Regions from separate parts of the Danio rerio genome. Here region 2 is linked to region 1. The links are chromatin contacts, called in public HiCAR-type maps. All regions are on one chromosome and are shown on one strand. Each heading gives the region's core, a stretch centred on a gene start, on an enhancer-like site or on the middle of the called end of the contact. The rest is flanking DNA. Distances are from core to core; before and after follow the strand shown.

Evidence for each region. HiCAR-type assays count read pairs that join an accessible place to other places.
Region 2: a HiCAR-type map of caudal fin shows a contact between it and region 1, with 12 times the contacts expected there. The contact joins the promoter of ttc33 here to the promoter of map1b in region 1. A contact is called at or near these places in 8 of 18 Hi-C or Micro-C datasets (caudal fin, embryo, fibroblasts and 3 more) and 4 of 4 datasets of contacts at active chromatin or transcription factors (caudal fin, embryo, gastrula embryo and 1 more).

What each region holds. Positions count from the first base shown.
Region 1 is chr5:35,924,056-35,931,859 of GRCz12tu, forward strand. map1b (microtubule-associated protein 1B) reads right to left here and starts at 2,886. Exons shown (of 7, transcript NM_001128201.2): 1 at 2,618-2,886. The coding sequence starts at 2,804.
Region 2 is chr5:36,078,216-36,086,019 of GRCz12tu, forward strand. It overlaps ttc33 (tetratricopeptide repeat domain 33), which reads right to left and starts at 3,332. Exons shown (of 5, transcript NM_001002722.1): 1 at 3,252-3,332; 2 at 1,348-1,572. The coding sequence starts at 1,571. fbp1b (fructose-1,6-bisphosphatase 1b) reads left to right here and starts at 5,318. Exons shown (of 7, transcript NM_213132.1): 1 at 5,318-5,539; 2 at 6,425-6,587; 3 at 7,797-7,804. The coding sequence starts at 5,370.

The DNA.
Region 1 (7,804 bases), core at 1,636-4,135:
TAAAGGAGAAGCTGGGAAAAAGGAGCAAATTATTTTTTCAGCAAACTTGAATAAACTGCTATGTTTAACTATTATCATCACCTTTTGGACTATTATGAACTCAGAATGATGAAAATATTTTCAAACAAGAGGTTACATGTGCTGCTGAAAATTACAGACATACAGTATGAGAGGTTTGCACTGACTGTGGGCTATATTTCGCGTTGTTTTTGAACCATAATAAGGACTAAATGTATGCTGTGTGTAGTTTTTCTGTAATTGATAACATATCAGAGACTGTAAGGGGCAGTATGTGCTCATATATGTTGCACTTATTTATTAATTTTATATAATTGCAGACGTTACAGTAGTTACAGTACGTTACAGTAGGCTATTTCGCGCTGTTAATGATCTGCAGTTATAATCAAATTATGCTCATAGAAAAGTTAGTAATAAACATTTATTAACAAGTATTTATGTGTATAAAGCGTCTGTTTTGTGAGAAGTGCTTCTCATATGATATGTGAATGACCCGTACAGCTTTACTGTAGACATTTTCTGGAGCAAAAGTGACGTTGACTAAAACTTTCTGTCGTACACCAAGCCCACCAAAAGAGTACCATTGGTACCCTTTTAGCAGTGGAAACACAAGCCTGATAAAGGTGACCCGTACCGACCCGTACCATACCGTACTGTACCACTCAGTGGAAACGGGCCATATAAGGCACATTTATCCTGTTTGGTTGCATCAGAATCGAACGGACAAGAAGGGGACTCGCTAAAACAAACAGATATGTTATGCTTGATGACCTGAGACAGTGAGCCTGTGAAGCACAGTAAAACTGAAAGTAAAGTTTAAAAAAGTTTAGTGCGAAGTCGACAAACTGAAACACTTAATTAAATACCAATAATGAGAATCCCTCTTTATTCTACAACTGTTTTAAGCTAAATTTGGACTGCACAACTAATTTTATCCTCAACTCAACACAACTTAACTGTGTTTCTAACGCACTTTCAAACAACCAGTGTACCAAAGTGGTGTACATAAAAACACAAAATACATACAAACAGCCCAAATACATACAATTTACAACACAGGATTAAAAGCTAAAAATAGGTGTTTTTTCATTGACCTCTGAAATGTCTCTAAAGTAGGAGATATTTTAATAAGACAGTAGACTGAAAGTCTAGGAGCTGCCATTGAAAAAAACCCTTTCAAGAGCATTTCATTTTAATCCTCTTGTAATTCAGAAAAAGAAAACGAGATATAAAGTCACTATTCTAAATGTTGTTGTAGAAAAACCAAGTGTATGTTACTTTATTGTTTATTTGTGAGTCTCTAAACTTGTAATTATGAGAAACACAATTAGGTGACCTTTTTCATTTTTACTCCACAGAATAAGTGTCCACGTAAGTAGCCTACACTTGCTGAAAATAAGTTATGAGTTTTGTCATTGGTTGCAGTGTCAAATTCACGAGGCACATGGGCTACTTTAAACACATTATTTATTATTTAGATATCGAAGCATAGGTTAATTTAAAAACCAATAAGCGCCAACATGCTGCTTTGTTGAGCTTATTTAGACATATGATCACGTGACAACGTACGCTTCGTCTTCTTGACTCGCAAGGAACAGCCAAATAATAGAAACGAACCGATGTGTGAAATGACTCTGGTGTCCCATAACTAACCGAAACGCCCTTTTTGGCAGGTACACGGGGCCCTTCTGACTTTCCGTAGGAACTGCAGTGCGGACGCGCCACGCCTACCAGCCGGTGTCGGACTAGAAACGAGTATGTAGAGGATGGGAATAAATCAGGATGCGTAGCAACAAGCTCCCTATGTCTAGTGAAGTGGACAAAAAGTTACAGTTTTGCCTAACAACGCCATTCTATCTATCTATCTATCAAATAGGGCAAGCCGTTTAATACTAACATTTTACTACTGATTTAATTAGGCGATGAGGTGATTTAAGTGTTTATAGCTTGATTATTTATGGCGATGCTCGAGAACCATCAAAAGTAAGATACAGTATAAAAAACGCGAGCTTAGGAAACAAAGAGCCGACGCTCGTCGTCAAATCCACGCAGACGTAGAATGATGCTGCACATCCAGACTGCAGAGCAGATCGATGCTCCACATAACGACCCTCCGCCCCGGCGAAACCAGATCGACACGCTATAAATATGCATGCTGAATCATCCTAGCCCACAACACAAGTCAAACACTGAAGTTCGGCCAAAAACAACACATCTGGACGACCCGATAGACACCCTGCGAAAACAGCGGTGGTGCTGATGGTGATGAGGATGATGGTAATGATGATGATGATGATGTCTTTGGGAATCGGGGTGGCGCGATGCGATCGCTTTGATAAGACATACAGTGCACTCGGTTACTAACAGGGAGGGGCTGCGCTACACTTTCCATACATATTCACACAACAAAGAAACCCAAAAACATGATGCACGGAAAGTTTCTTGCAGTCAGCAGAAATCACTTATTCAATTGACCCTTTTATTCAAGGTTACACGACTGAACTTGAAAGAAAGCGACTGCGGGAGATACATGTCTCCGATTGTAATTTTAAATACCCGGTGGCATAAATACATAAATCACTGGTGTCAGCGAAGCTACCTTTCTCAATGTCCGCAATGGCACACTTGAGATGCTCGTCAGTGACCAGCTCCCCAATGACCACCAGCAGGTAATATTTGCCCTCGTCGAAGTGCTGTGTCGAGGCTGTGGGTGATGCCGTGCTCCTGAGGCTGCCGACTCCGCCGAAGGGCGCTGGAGTTTCCGCAGTATCAACCAGCGTCGCCATTCTCTCTCAGACACGCTCTATATTTCAGTCTCACACACACTCTGTCACTCGGTGTCCGGCGAGCTGAAGTGAGCTGCTCTGTGGAGAAGGAGTGGCGCGGGCTTTTATATCCTCAGACTGAGTGTCACCGTGATGAGGAGCCGCCGCCGCTGCCTCTCCTCTCCTCTTCTCCAGCTGATGTCAGAGAAAATCATAAACCCGCGCGAGAGCGACTGGGACCCTGAAAAGCCTTACATAAGGATGTCCAGGATTAATGATCGGCAACACTGGACTTGTTGACATGTGGTTTGGGTGTCAATATCTATAAAAGTTCAGCCTTGAATTTATTTTTGTTGTTGTATTAGCCCAGCATTTTTAAACCTTATTTAACCTTTAAAACAATTTTTTTTGGTAAAATTAAGTTGTTTTGTTGTTGTTGATTCTAATGTTAAAATAGTTTTTATTTGAAACTAGTTGTTATTTATTTATTATTATTCATTTATTAATTTTCCTTCGGTTTAGTCCTTTTGTTTATCAGGGGAATGTTCACAGCAGAATGAACTACCAAATTATCAAGCATATGTTTTATGCAGCGGATGCCCTTCAAGCTGCAACCCAGAACTGGGAAAAAGTCATTCACACACATACACTACAAACAAGTTAGTATATTAAATTCACCTGTACCACATGTTTTTTGGCTTATGGGGAAACCGGAGCACCCGGAGAAAACCCACGCGAACACGGGGAGAACATACAAACTCCTCACAGAAATGACAACTGACCCAGCTGGGACTCAAACCAGTGACCTTCTTGCTGTGAGGCGACAATGCCAACCACTGCTCCGCAGTGTCACCATTATTCATTTTATTATTTGTTAAAAAAAAAAAATATTTATGAAATATCCATTTCTTCTGTCACAGTTGACAATTTATTGCATTTAGAAAATAATGTATAACATACATTTTAAAAATGTCTTTTTTCACCACATTTTTTGAGTGCCTTGGATTTCCTTTTGCTGTTTATTCTGATGAATCCCTTACCCAAAGAGCACCGACACATTATTTTATCTACTGAGCACTTTTTGTTTGATCTTGGATTTGTAAAGTTTAAATAATTTGTGATGATGATGTCACATGTGAATAGTCACAAGGATAACACTTTACCATCGTGTAATTACTTAACATGCCAAACATATTGTTTTTATTTCTATTGTATTTTTTATCTTTTGATTTTGTATTGAAATATGCCCATTGGGGCGACCCTTTAGCTGATCATTTGATTCACCGGTAAAATTTATTTATTTACCTTCAGCCTCTACATCTGTTCAACAGAATTCATGCTTATACAGAATAATGCACAAATATAATAGGATATATTTTCTATCTTTGTTTGCAACATTTTGTTGTCATGTTCTTCTGAGAAATCAGCACATTTAGAAAGATCTTAAAGACATGCAAAAATGAATTACTCTATACTGATAGCTCTGCACAAGACATTTGGCCAGTGGAGAAATGGTCGTGCCCAACTGAGCCTGGTTTCTCTTGCGGTTTTTTAACCTTCACTTTCAACAATTGGTGAAGTTTTTTTCTTGCTGCTTTCGCCAATGGCTTGCATGGTTAGATCTGCGCATCGATGGATGCTTTTCAGTGTTTGGACTCTCAGCAGGGAATATTAAAATACATTGAACTGAACTAAACAGAACTGAACTTAAACTCTGAAAACTGAACTGATACTGTTTCAAATCACTATGATCTTCTATGTGAAGCTGCTGTTACACAATCTACATTGTAAAAGCGCTATAGAAGTAAACATCAATTGAATTGAATTGATGAAGAAGAGGGTGTTCCTCCTTGTCCCATCTTGATGATGTCATGACAGGCAGAGTCATGGCACAGATTTTACAGTGCCATTATAATGGTGGATGGGCTCAAATACAGCTGTGTCATTGAGCTTCACCTGGAGCTGTGCAGCAGATTCACTGTATTGATCTCTCATATGCAAGTTATAGTGTTGATTAACAAAGACAAACGTATATATAAAGTACTTTTTGTTATCTATGTGTGTAAATATTTTAGGCAGATGAATTGGTTTGTCAGTCACAGCATGAGCCTGCATTGAAAGGGGGAAATGATTCAGTACATCAAAAATTCAGTATTTCACATCTGGAAAAGAGAAAGACTGTTATAAATATATAATAAGGTCACATGTCAGCCAGTCAGAGGTTTTTGTCAAATTGTGACAGAATGTGTCAGAAGAAAAGTAAAATAAAAAAAGAGATTGTGTATTTTTATAGCTGTATGAGAGAGGTTTACATTTGAAATAAGACAGGAGTTTGGGTTTCTGTGAGTCAGTTCTGGAGAATGAAAGTAAAGGAAGAGAATTAAATTATTTGAGCTGCAATTACGTGAAGTGGTGTGTGTCATGACAACGATGTTTGTTGCTATGGTAGCTGCACCAATGGGACCACAATCAGCCCATCGCGGCACGGGACACCAGACCAGACAATCATTACCATGGAATATACACAGTCTTTATACTGAGTGACCTGTGATGAGTGGGGCAAATGTCTGAACAATGTCTTTAATCGAACATTATTCATTGCGCTTACAAATGAATTAACAATTTTTTTATTTATTATTTTAAAGTATTTCAACACTATAGCATCAATATACGCACTGATATAATAAATTTAATACAAAATGTACACTGCTTATATTGTAAAATATTGGTAAAATTTTTACCAGGTATAAATGTAATACAAACTGCAATTTTGTTCTCTAACCCAAACTGCAATATTGTATAATAATTTAAAACAAACAAAAGAATAAAACAAATAATGTATTCACATTAAGTTAATATATTTAAAAGTCATTTATTCCTGTTGTTTAGTGTTTCCCCATCATTCAAGGTCACTTCAGAAATCATGTAATGTGATGCTCAAGAATTCTTTTCATTTTGAATGTTAAAAAGAGCTGGTCTGCTTTCATTTATTGTAAGCTGTGATTTATTATATTATAATATAATATAGTACGTACATTTTCCTTTATTCATCAAAAACAAATTTCTAATCAGCCAATCACATGGCAGCAATTCAGTGCATTTGGGCATGTAGACATGGGCAAGATGATCTGCTGCAGTTCAAACCGAGCATCAGAATGGGGAGGAAAGGTGATTTAACTGACTTTGAATGTAGCATGGCGGTTGGTACCAGACTAGCTGGATGGAGTATTTCAGAAACTGCTGATCTACTGGGATTTTCACACACAACCATCTCTAGGGTTTACAGAGAATGATCGGAAAAACAAAATGTTCTGTGAGCAGCAGTTCTGTGGGCGCAAATGCCTTGTCCATGCCAGAGGTCAGAGGTGAATGGCCAGACTGATTTAAGCTGATAGAAAAGCAACAGTAACTCAAATAACCACCCGTTACAACCGAGGAGCATCTCTGAACATGTCCAACCTTGGGACAGATGGGCTACAACAGCAGTAGACCACACCAAGTGTCACTCCTGTCAGCTAAGAACAGGAAACTGAGGCTACAATTCACACAGGCTCACCAAAATTGGACAATAGAAGATTGAAAAAATGTTGCCTGGTCTGGTGACATTCGGATGGTACGGTCAGAATTTGGCATCAACAACATGAAAGCATGGATCCATATTGCCTTGTATCAATGGTTTAGACTGGTGGTGGTGTAATGGTGTGGGGAATATTTTCTTGGCACACTTTGGGCCCATTAGTACCAGTTGAGTATCGTGTCAACACCACAGTCTGCCTGAGTATTGTTGCTGACCATGTCCATCCCTTTATGACCACAGTGTATCCATCTTCTGATGGCTACTTCTAGCAGGATAATACACTAAAGCGCGAATCATCTCAGACTGGTTTCTCGAACATGACAATGAGTTCACTTCACTGAAATGACCTCCACAGTCACCAGAATAATCCAATAGAGCACCAATCCATCAATCCAATAGAGCACCTTTGAGATGTAGTGGAATGGGAGATTTGCATCGTGGATGTGCAGTCGTCAAATCTGCAGCAACTGTGTGATGCTATCATGTCAATATGGACCAAAATCCTGAGGAATGTTTTCAGTATCTTGTTGAATCTATGCCATGAAGGAATAAGGCAGTTTTGTAGGCAAAAGTGGGTCCAACCCAGTACTATTAAGGTATACCTAATAAAGTGGCCGGTGAGTGTATATTAACGATAGCAAAATTTCAGCTTTGAATTACACAAATTAATTAATTGTAAAAATTGTACATTGAAATATAAATAAATTGCTGTTTTATGGCCTTTTTGATCAAATAAATTCAGCTCCAAATAGCTGATTTCAAAAACATAAAAAAAACGTTTATGTTTTTAGTAATATAACAAGTACATAGAGTATGATATCTGATATCTGACTCTTAATATACAAGCACAAATATTTTAGAATTTACATGCATGGCAAATAATTAGACTAGTGACTAAGAGACAAAGACAAAGAGACTAGTGTTAATCAGGCAAATCTTCCTGTGTACTAGACAATAATCAGTGGGGGGCTATTTGAGGGTTTAAAAAAGCTAATGGCCACATGCTCTGAGTTGTGCGGAAGACACTCACACCAACTCATCTAAGCAGTCATGTGGCAACATTATGGTCAACTGCACCTGAAAATAAAATGGTCTCAGTGTAATTACTGTGAAAAACACGTCATTATGTCAGGCCGTGAAAACCAGTAAATTACAGGAATGGCAGGGCAGGCAAGCTTGACAGTTTTTGGCCTGAATAAGTGTGTGTTGTTTTGATGAGTCATAAGGGGCTCCTGCTGATCTGTCTTACTGAGAGCCTTGCTCTGTCTGAAGCTGCCATTTACACACTGGTACACACTGTCTGTCTGACACCGTCACAAATGGGTCAAATTGGGCAAAAGAAGGATGGAGAAGAATATGCAACTACCAGGATTAAAATAATTGTCATAAAGTCATGTTTTAGCATCGCCATGTTGTCCGCAACATTACATGTTTTAAAAATGAA
Region 2 (7,804 bases), core at 2,082-4,581, 150 kb after region 1:
CACTGTTTTGTAGCACGCTAGCTTATAGATAGATTAAAGGGCACCTATGATGAAAACAACTTTTGTAGAACATTTGGGTTAAAATAATTGTTACAACTCTCTGTGATTTTTATAAGATTTATAATTTTATTTTTTCATAATAATTTTCTAGGGGTTTTCACCTTTATTGTTGGGACAGTAGAGATTATTGACATGAAGGCATGGGAAGGAGAGAGAGAGGAAGAATCAGTATTGGACCGTAAGGCGGGAATCGAACTAGGGTCACGGTGAGCACCGGAGTGCATGTTTTTAAAACAAAGCATGTTTGTAATAAAGACAGTAAAATTATAATATAATTCTTAACCGCTATAATCACTATGACCGCATGGTGTCATTCATTCATTAATTCATTTTCTGTTTGGCTTAGTACCTTTATTAATCTGGGGTTGCACAGTTTAATAAACCGCCAACTTATCCAGCATATGCTTTTTACGCAGCGGATGCTCTTCTAGCCGCAACCCATCACTGGGAAACATTCATACACACCCATTCACGCACATACACTACAGACAATTTAGCTTATCCAATTCACCTGTACCGCATGTCTATGGACTGTGGGGAAAACCGGAGCACCCGGAGGAAACCCACGCAAATGCAGGGAGAACATGCAAACTCCACATAGAAAGGCCAACTGACCCAGCCGAGGCTCAAACCAGCAACCTTCTTGCTGTGAGGCGAGATATTTCATCCGAGTCTGTCTCTGTCACTGTGCTGTTTATCTGACGTAACACATTATGAGAAGAATACATGCATTGGGGAAGTGTAGGCAGGGAAAAGCAGCTCAATTGGATTTAAAGCCACAGGCTACAAAAACAGCTGAAATGTACTCAGGCACCAAAAGAAGCGTATTCTCATGGCTATAATAAATAATCTGATGGGTATTTTGAGCTGAAACTCTACAGACACAATCTGGAGACACCAAAGGCTTATCTTACATCTTGTAAAAGGGGTAAAATAAGTGTCCTTTAAGACTAATGTCCTGATACTAACATCTTAAAAACTTTTTCAGTGATGGGTTGCGGCTGGAAGGGCATCCGCTGCGTAAAACATAAGCTGGATAAGTTGGCGGTTCATTCCGCTGTGTCAATCCCAGATTAAGAAAAGGATTAAGCCAAAAAGTAAATGAATGAATGAACATCTTAAAAACGTCATTTTAATTTAACAGGGACTTTAAAACTATTATGTTTAAAAATGTGTTGAATAAAATTATCCTCTCCCTTAAACGACAATTGGGAATATTTGTTTAAAACATAAAGCTGCTGGATTTAAATGTTTGGTTTGAATGAACATACAGATACAATGGTCTACCTGTCCTGTTCAGCAAGCAGGGCTCCTTCTTCCTTTAGTCTCTTGCTTTTAGCAGCGCAGTCCTCCAGCAGCACCTCTCGTTTCCGTTTGATCACATGCAGCCAGTCAACTCCCTCTCGCTCAACTTCATCCTCATCCGCCTGCTCCGAGTCCTGCTCAAACTGCTGTACCGTCTGCTTGGAAACTCTCTCCCCCACCTTACGCTTCCAGCCAAAGGAGGCCATTCTAAAAAAAAAAAAAACAAGAAAAAGATGAAATGACATTAATTATCGTTATCCAAACAAGCAAATAAATGCTGTTAGACTAACAGTTGGAAATGCTCAAATAAAATGCAACAAATAACAGAACAGACATATGGCTTCAAGAAAAGTAAGCACAATAAACAGCGATTCTGCTCATTTACAAGTTTAGCGTAGTGGAAAACCAGTAACATTTTTAAATAAAAGAAAATGAGAAAATATTCTGAGGCAAACACTGAAGCTGTTGGTATAAATTGCAGTTGGAATTTTCAAACAGGGTAGAGCTATGGGGTCTAAATAAGAGAAAGCGTATGTTAACATTATATTGACATATCTGTTTATACTTTCCAAAAAAACTAACCACATAGTTACGGGATCAGAAAAATGTCAAACTATACACGTATATATTTTAATTGAGGGAAATAAACATGTGAGTTTAGCAAGTTTGCAGTATTTAACATACTTTGTAAAAATTCTGTGAATTAAACTGCACAACCCAAAAGAAACAATGCTCACTGACAGGATAAGAGTTGGCTCTCTATAAACATGATTAATTTTATTTGACTTTTTTTTTTTTGCATTTCTAAGGAAAACGTCTCATTGAGAATGTGACAGCTCTCTATTATGGATGTGACAGATGTGATATTGGCACATATCAGACTTTGGTAAAACAAATATAATAGTTTGAAAACACTGACAGAAACATTTTTGAGCATTTTAAAGTACTGCAAAATACAAGCCTGCACAAAAAATGTAGAAGTTGTTTCTCAGTTTTGGTGAAAACGTAATTTTTGTAATGACAAGGTTGCCATTTGCTTGGAATTGCTCTAATACAATAGTTAATACATTAAACAATATTTTAACCAAAATGTGATTAAAATAAACGAGTAAACAGAGAATAAAAAAAAATAAATAAATAAATATTATATTAAAATTGACCATACAAATTTATGATCAAATAATTTAAAAATAACACTTTAAATAATTTAATAAATTTGCTTCAGGTACTGCAAATATCTCAATGCAAATATTTTACTATCACATAAGTAATAGAGTAATTTTTTAAATATTTTCACAAGTATATTTTAGAACTATACATTTTTAAAAATCATGAATAGATGTCTTTTACGTTTTCAAATCGTGGTCCCTTCTTTTAACACCTTGGGATCTAAAAGATGCAATATCCCTAACAAAATATCTTACAGAGGAATTCCTATTATTACCTATTCGTCTTGTACCTATTATTAGTTAAGTACATTCGCGTATTATAAAATATACAGTAACTAACTACACTACTAAGTTATAGTAGGCAAAAGAACAGAAAAAAGGAAAAGCAATGTTCAAAGTCACTGTCTCAGAGAAACACTTGCACCTGCATGGTTTGTTTCAGGTGTAAGCATCTCACATTGAGCCTCAAACTGCAAGTAGGTCAAGTACACTTGTAATACGGCCAATAACAGATCTGACAGTTAGCCGGAGTGCTGCAGTAGCACAGTACTTTTTTTACATTTGAATGAGATTTACTGTCTGATACTTTCTGAAATCACATAAACACAAGACGCCAGACACTAAAGCCTTTTATGCAGCAAGTTTCATGAATAATGTTTACGTTAAGCCCTTGACTTGAACACATATAACAAAAAAAGGAGGTCGATAAATACAAACCTGGTTCATAAATGCAAAATAATTCACCACTGCACCATGACAGACCGTGGTTCTGCAACAGCTTCGCGTTTTCTCACAAATGTTTTGGACTTGTCCACTCCGCCCTCTAACCCGGAAGTACTGCAGCACTCTCTTAAAGGTACAAGGCGGTTTTCGTTCTTACAACGGATATGACTGACGGTTTTGAAACTCATACATTTCTGTAAACACCAACATTACTGTCTCATTTGCTTATAAAATATATATCAAGTAAAATTTGTTATTTCATGATATTTATTTATTTATTTATTTATTACACACATACACTACAGACAATTTAGCTTACCCAATTCACCTGTATGGATTTGGACTATATGGGGGAAACCAGAGCACCCGGAGAAAACCCACGCGAACATGGGTAGAACATGCAAACACACAGAAATGCCAACTGGCCAAGCTGTTCTCGAACCAGCGATTTTGTTGTGAGGCGAGAGTGGTAACCACTGAGCCACAGTGTCACCTTATAGTAAAAAATACGACAAAATAAAAATAAAAAAAAAGTTTACCTCACTCAAAATAAACATCAAAACAAAAATGGCTATTTTTGGGCCATCTGCTGCTCTATGTTATTTTTTTTTTGTACGCACTATTATTGAAAATGTTTTTTTCAAGAAATCAATTGGCTGTGCAATCAAAATCAGATTGTGGGTAGTAGTGAGTGAATGCATCAGATATAGTACTTAGTTAAATATATTGATTATATAGAAATAGCAATATAAAACCATTCCTGTAACTCCACTATTCACTTATTGTAAATAATGATTCACTAGTAAGGCCAAGGTTGTAGTTTTGCTTCTCAAAGAAAGCCAGAACTGATTAAATGTTCACCTTTAATGCAATTATATATCCATAAACTAGATCTATATTTAAAAAATGGCATAATATATATGAGCAGACAAAATATATGATGGTGCTGAGGCGCAGTGAGTAACGCTGTTGCATCACAGCAAAAAGCTCGCTGGTTAGAGCCTCAGCTGGGTCAGTTGGCATTTCTGTGTGGAGTTTGCATGTTCTCCCCGTGTTGGCTTGGGTTTCCTTTGGGTGCTCTGGTTTCCCCCACAGTTCAAAGACGTGCGCTGTAGGAGAATTGAATAAACTAAATTGTCTGTATGTGTGTGAATAAGAGTGTATGGGTGTTTCCCAGTACTGGGTTGCAACTGAATGGATGAATATTCATGTATGAATGAATGAATGAATGAATGAATGAACGAATGAACGAGTGAATGAATCAATGAATGAATGAATGAAAATATAAGATATAAGATAACTCACTTTCCTTTTCTTTGGAACATTACAATGTATTTAAACTGGACTATTATATAATTTGCATTATTGTAACCTTGTCTTTAAGCCGAAATGTGGAACAAAGATCAGAGTTGAAATGTAAAGAAACCTGTTTGTTACAATCTTGCAAAAGAATCCCACTGCTCCACTATTTTGCGGCCAATTAACCTTCAGAGCAGGGGACAGCACATTAACCTTTGGATTGCACGTTGATCACGGATACCCTGTGCACATGAGCTGCTTCTGCTGACAGCTCTGTACTGCTAATCAATCATTAGTCACAACAATGTCTGATGTGCATCTTTGGGTAAACAGATGATTGTTACAAAACATATATCTACAAATACTGACAATACATGATAAAATATGAATAATTAAATAATTAAAAAATACATATATTAAATGTTTATTCAATCTTTATTCAACACTTCAGGCACAGCTCTTAAAACTGAGACTAATATGCAAATACAAAGTAGATATGCATGGTGCTTAGATGATCAATCAGTCAATCACAAATCAAAGTTGATACAATCAGCTCTATTGTTACCGAATGACAGTCCCCATGCGTGTACTCAGTGTGATAATCTCTTTGGACTTCAACCAGGCCCTCCATTTACTACATGTGCAAAAGAGAAAAAAAAACACTCCTCCCTTCCAACGATACCTGCAATTGGTTAACTACCATCACTCCCCCTCTAAACCAAGTCAAATATCTAGACTACTTTCTAAAACATTCTTTCTGACAGGAATCTGCAGGAACTCAGAAGAGGTTTTACTCTCTAGCAGTTAGTAATCATGTCTGACAGAGGTGCATTTGATACCAATGTGGTGACCCTCACCAGGTTTGTCTTGGAAGAGGGCAGAAAAGCCAAAGGAACAGGAGAGCTTACAACCCTTCTCAACTCCATGTGCACAGCCATCAAAGCCATTTCCACTGCTGTCAGAAAAGCAGGCATTGCCAATCTGTGAGTACCAGCTAATGCATTTTTCACACCAGACAAATATTTCGATTTTTAATCCAGTTGAGCCAAATTACACTCCAATATATGCATATTGACACTGAGTTTTTCTATTATTTCTACCTTCGATGGTACACAAATATGAGAAGATTTTCCTCAATTTAAAGAGATTCACATAAAATTATGTCATTATGCACTCACCCTTCACTTGTTCAAAACCTATTTAGGTTTTTTTTTCTGTTGAACACAAAAGAAAATATTTTGAAAAATGTTGGTTGCTGAAATCTATTGACTTCTATAGTGATTTTTGTTCCTACTGTGGAAGGTGGATGTCAGTGGGTCTCAACAACCAGCATTCTTCCAAAAAAAAAAAAAAAAAAAAAAAAAAAAAAAAATATATATATATATATATATATATATATATATATATATATATATATATATATATATATATATATATATATATATATATATATATATATATATATATATATATTTATTTATTTATTTATTTATTTATTTTATTTATTTATTTATTTTTTGTGTTCAACACACAGCGCAATGTAGTTTAGTGAGCCTATAGATTAAATAAAGTACTTTAAACCTTAAATTACATCAGTGGCATTTTTTCGGATGCATTTTGCTTGCAGAATTGAAGATATATTTACTCTATGCTGTTGTGGTGTTGCAGTGGCTGGTCAGTGCAAGCACTTTGCAAACAGACATTACAGAATGAGGCAATGATTATATCTCACTTGTTGAAATAGGGGCCAAAGGTCGACTCTTTCATAAGAAGCTACAGTATCAGTACTGAGAAAGGAAACCAGCATGTCATATATGAATCAAATATGAATATATCACAGTTACAAATCTCTATTTCTTTTTGTTTAGCTATGGAATTGCTGGAAGCACAAATGTTACAGGAGACCAGGTGAAAAAGCTAGATGTCCTGTCCAATGATCTAGTTATAAACATGATTAAATCCTCCTTCACATCCTGTGTTTTGGTGTCTGAAGAAGATGAAAAAGCCGTCATTATAGAACCAGAGAAAAGGGTAGGTGCATGCAACATTTCTCTTGTTTTATTTTTTAACTGAAATCTGATTTATACTTTCTCCTTAACACAATTTCAGCATCTAGAGCAGTTATACCCAAACTAGGGCCCGGGGGCCAAAGTTTACCATGCTAACCTTTGATTTGGCCCACCATCCCATTTGAGATGAGAGGGAGAATGATGGGGATGTTTCAATGTTTTATTGTTAAAAGCTAACTGAAATAAATGTTTCAATTAAATGGTGTAAATTAATCAGATTTTGTTTGAATGTACATACTGTTACCTGACAATGCAGAGACTTCTCAAGCAAATTAAGCTGGTCAAAGGCAGATTGAACTCCACTGTGTTATAAATGTGATTGTTATGTTTGTATTACATTAAGTTATAATTTTAAAAGCTATGCTGAATTTGTTAATTTCCTAGAAATTGGTTGCAGCTGGAATGGCATCCGCTACGTAAAACATATGCTGGAAAAGTTGGCGGTTCATTCCACCGCGGTGACCACAGATTAATAAAGGGACTAAGCCGAAAAGAAAATGAATGAATGAATGAATGAATTATTTAACGTGATTTAAAGTAATGTTTTCTATTTATTTTGAAATATTATTAAATAAATTAGGACATTATTCATGGCAACTTAAATGTAAAATAGTTTGGTATATTTACTTCGGCCCACATCCCTCAATGATTTCGTTTTTGGCCCTTCATACGAAACAAGTTTGGGCACCCTTGATCTAGAGTACATGTCTATATTCTCAGTGAGGACCAGTTAATTTATACACAAGTTTAACAAGTCAATTTAAACTCTTTAATTTATCTAACCTATATGTGCTAGGGGTTAAAAGAACACTATTTTTGGTATACATTTTGCTCAGATTGCATGTGATATTGTCACATTATAAGGTTCTATCTGTGTTTGGAATGATTTTGAGATATTGAGCTTCAAAATATTTGCATTCCATATAGCAAACAGTATGTGTGTAACATTAGTTTTTTTCTATAAAAAGTTTTAAAATGCAAACAACTTATAAAATGCAATCCATAATGTAAATAAATTGTCATGTAATAAGAATGTGTCAATTCTCAATTCTCAATTTTGACAAATTTTTTTGACAAAAATTTCAGATAGAAACTTATAATTCTAAGGTGACAATATATAATTTGAGAATTTAGCTGCTACATGACACTGTACTTTTTCTTTGTTACCCAGGGCAAATA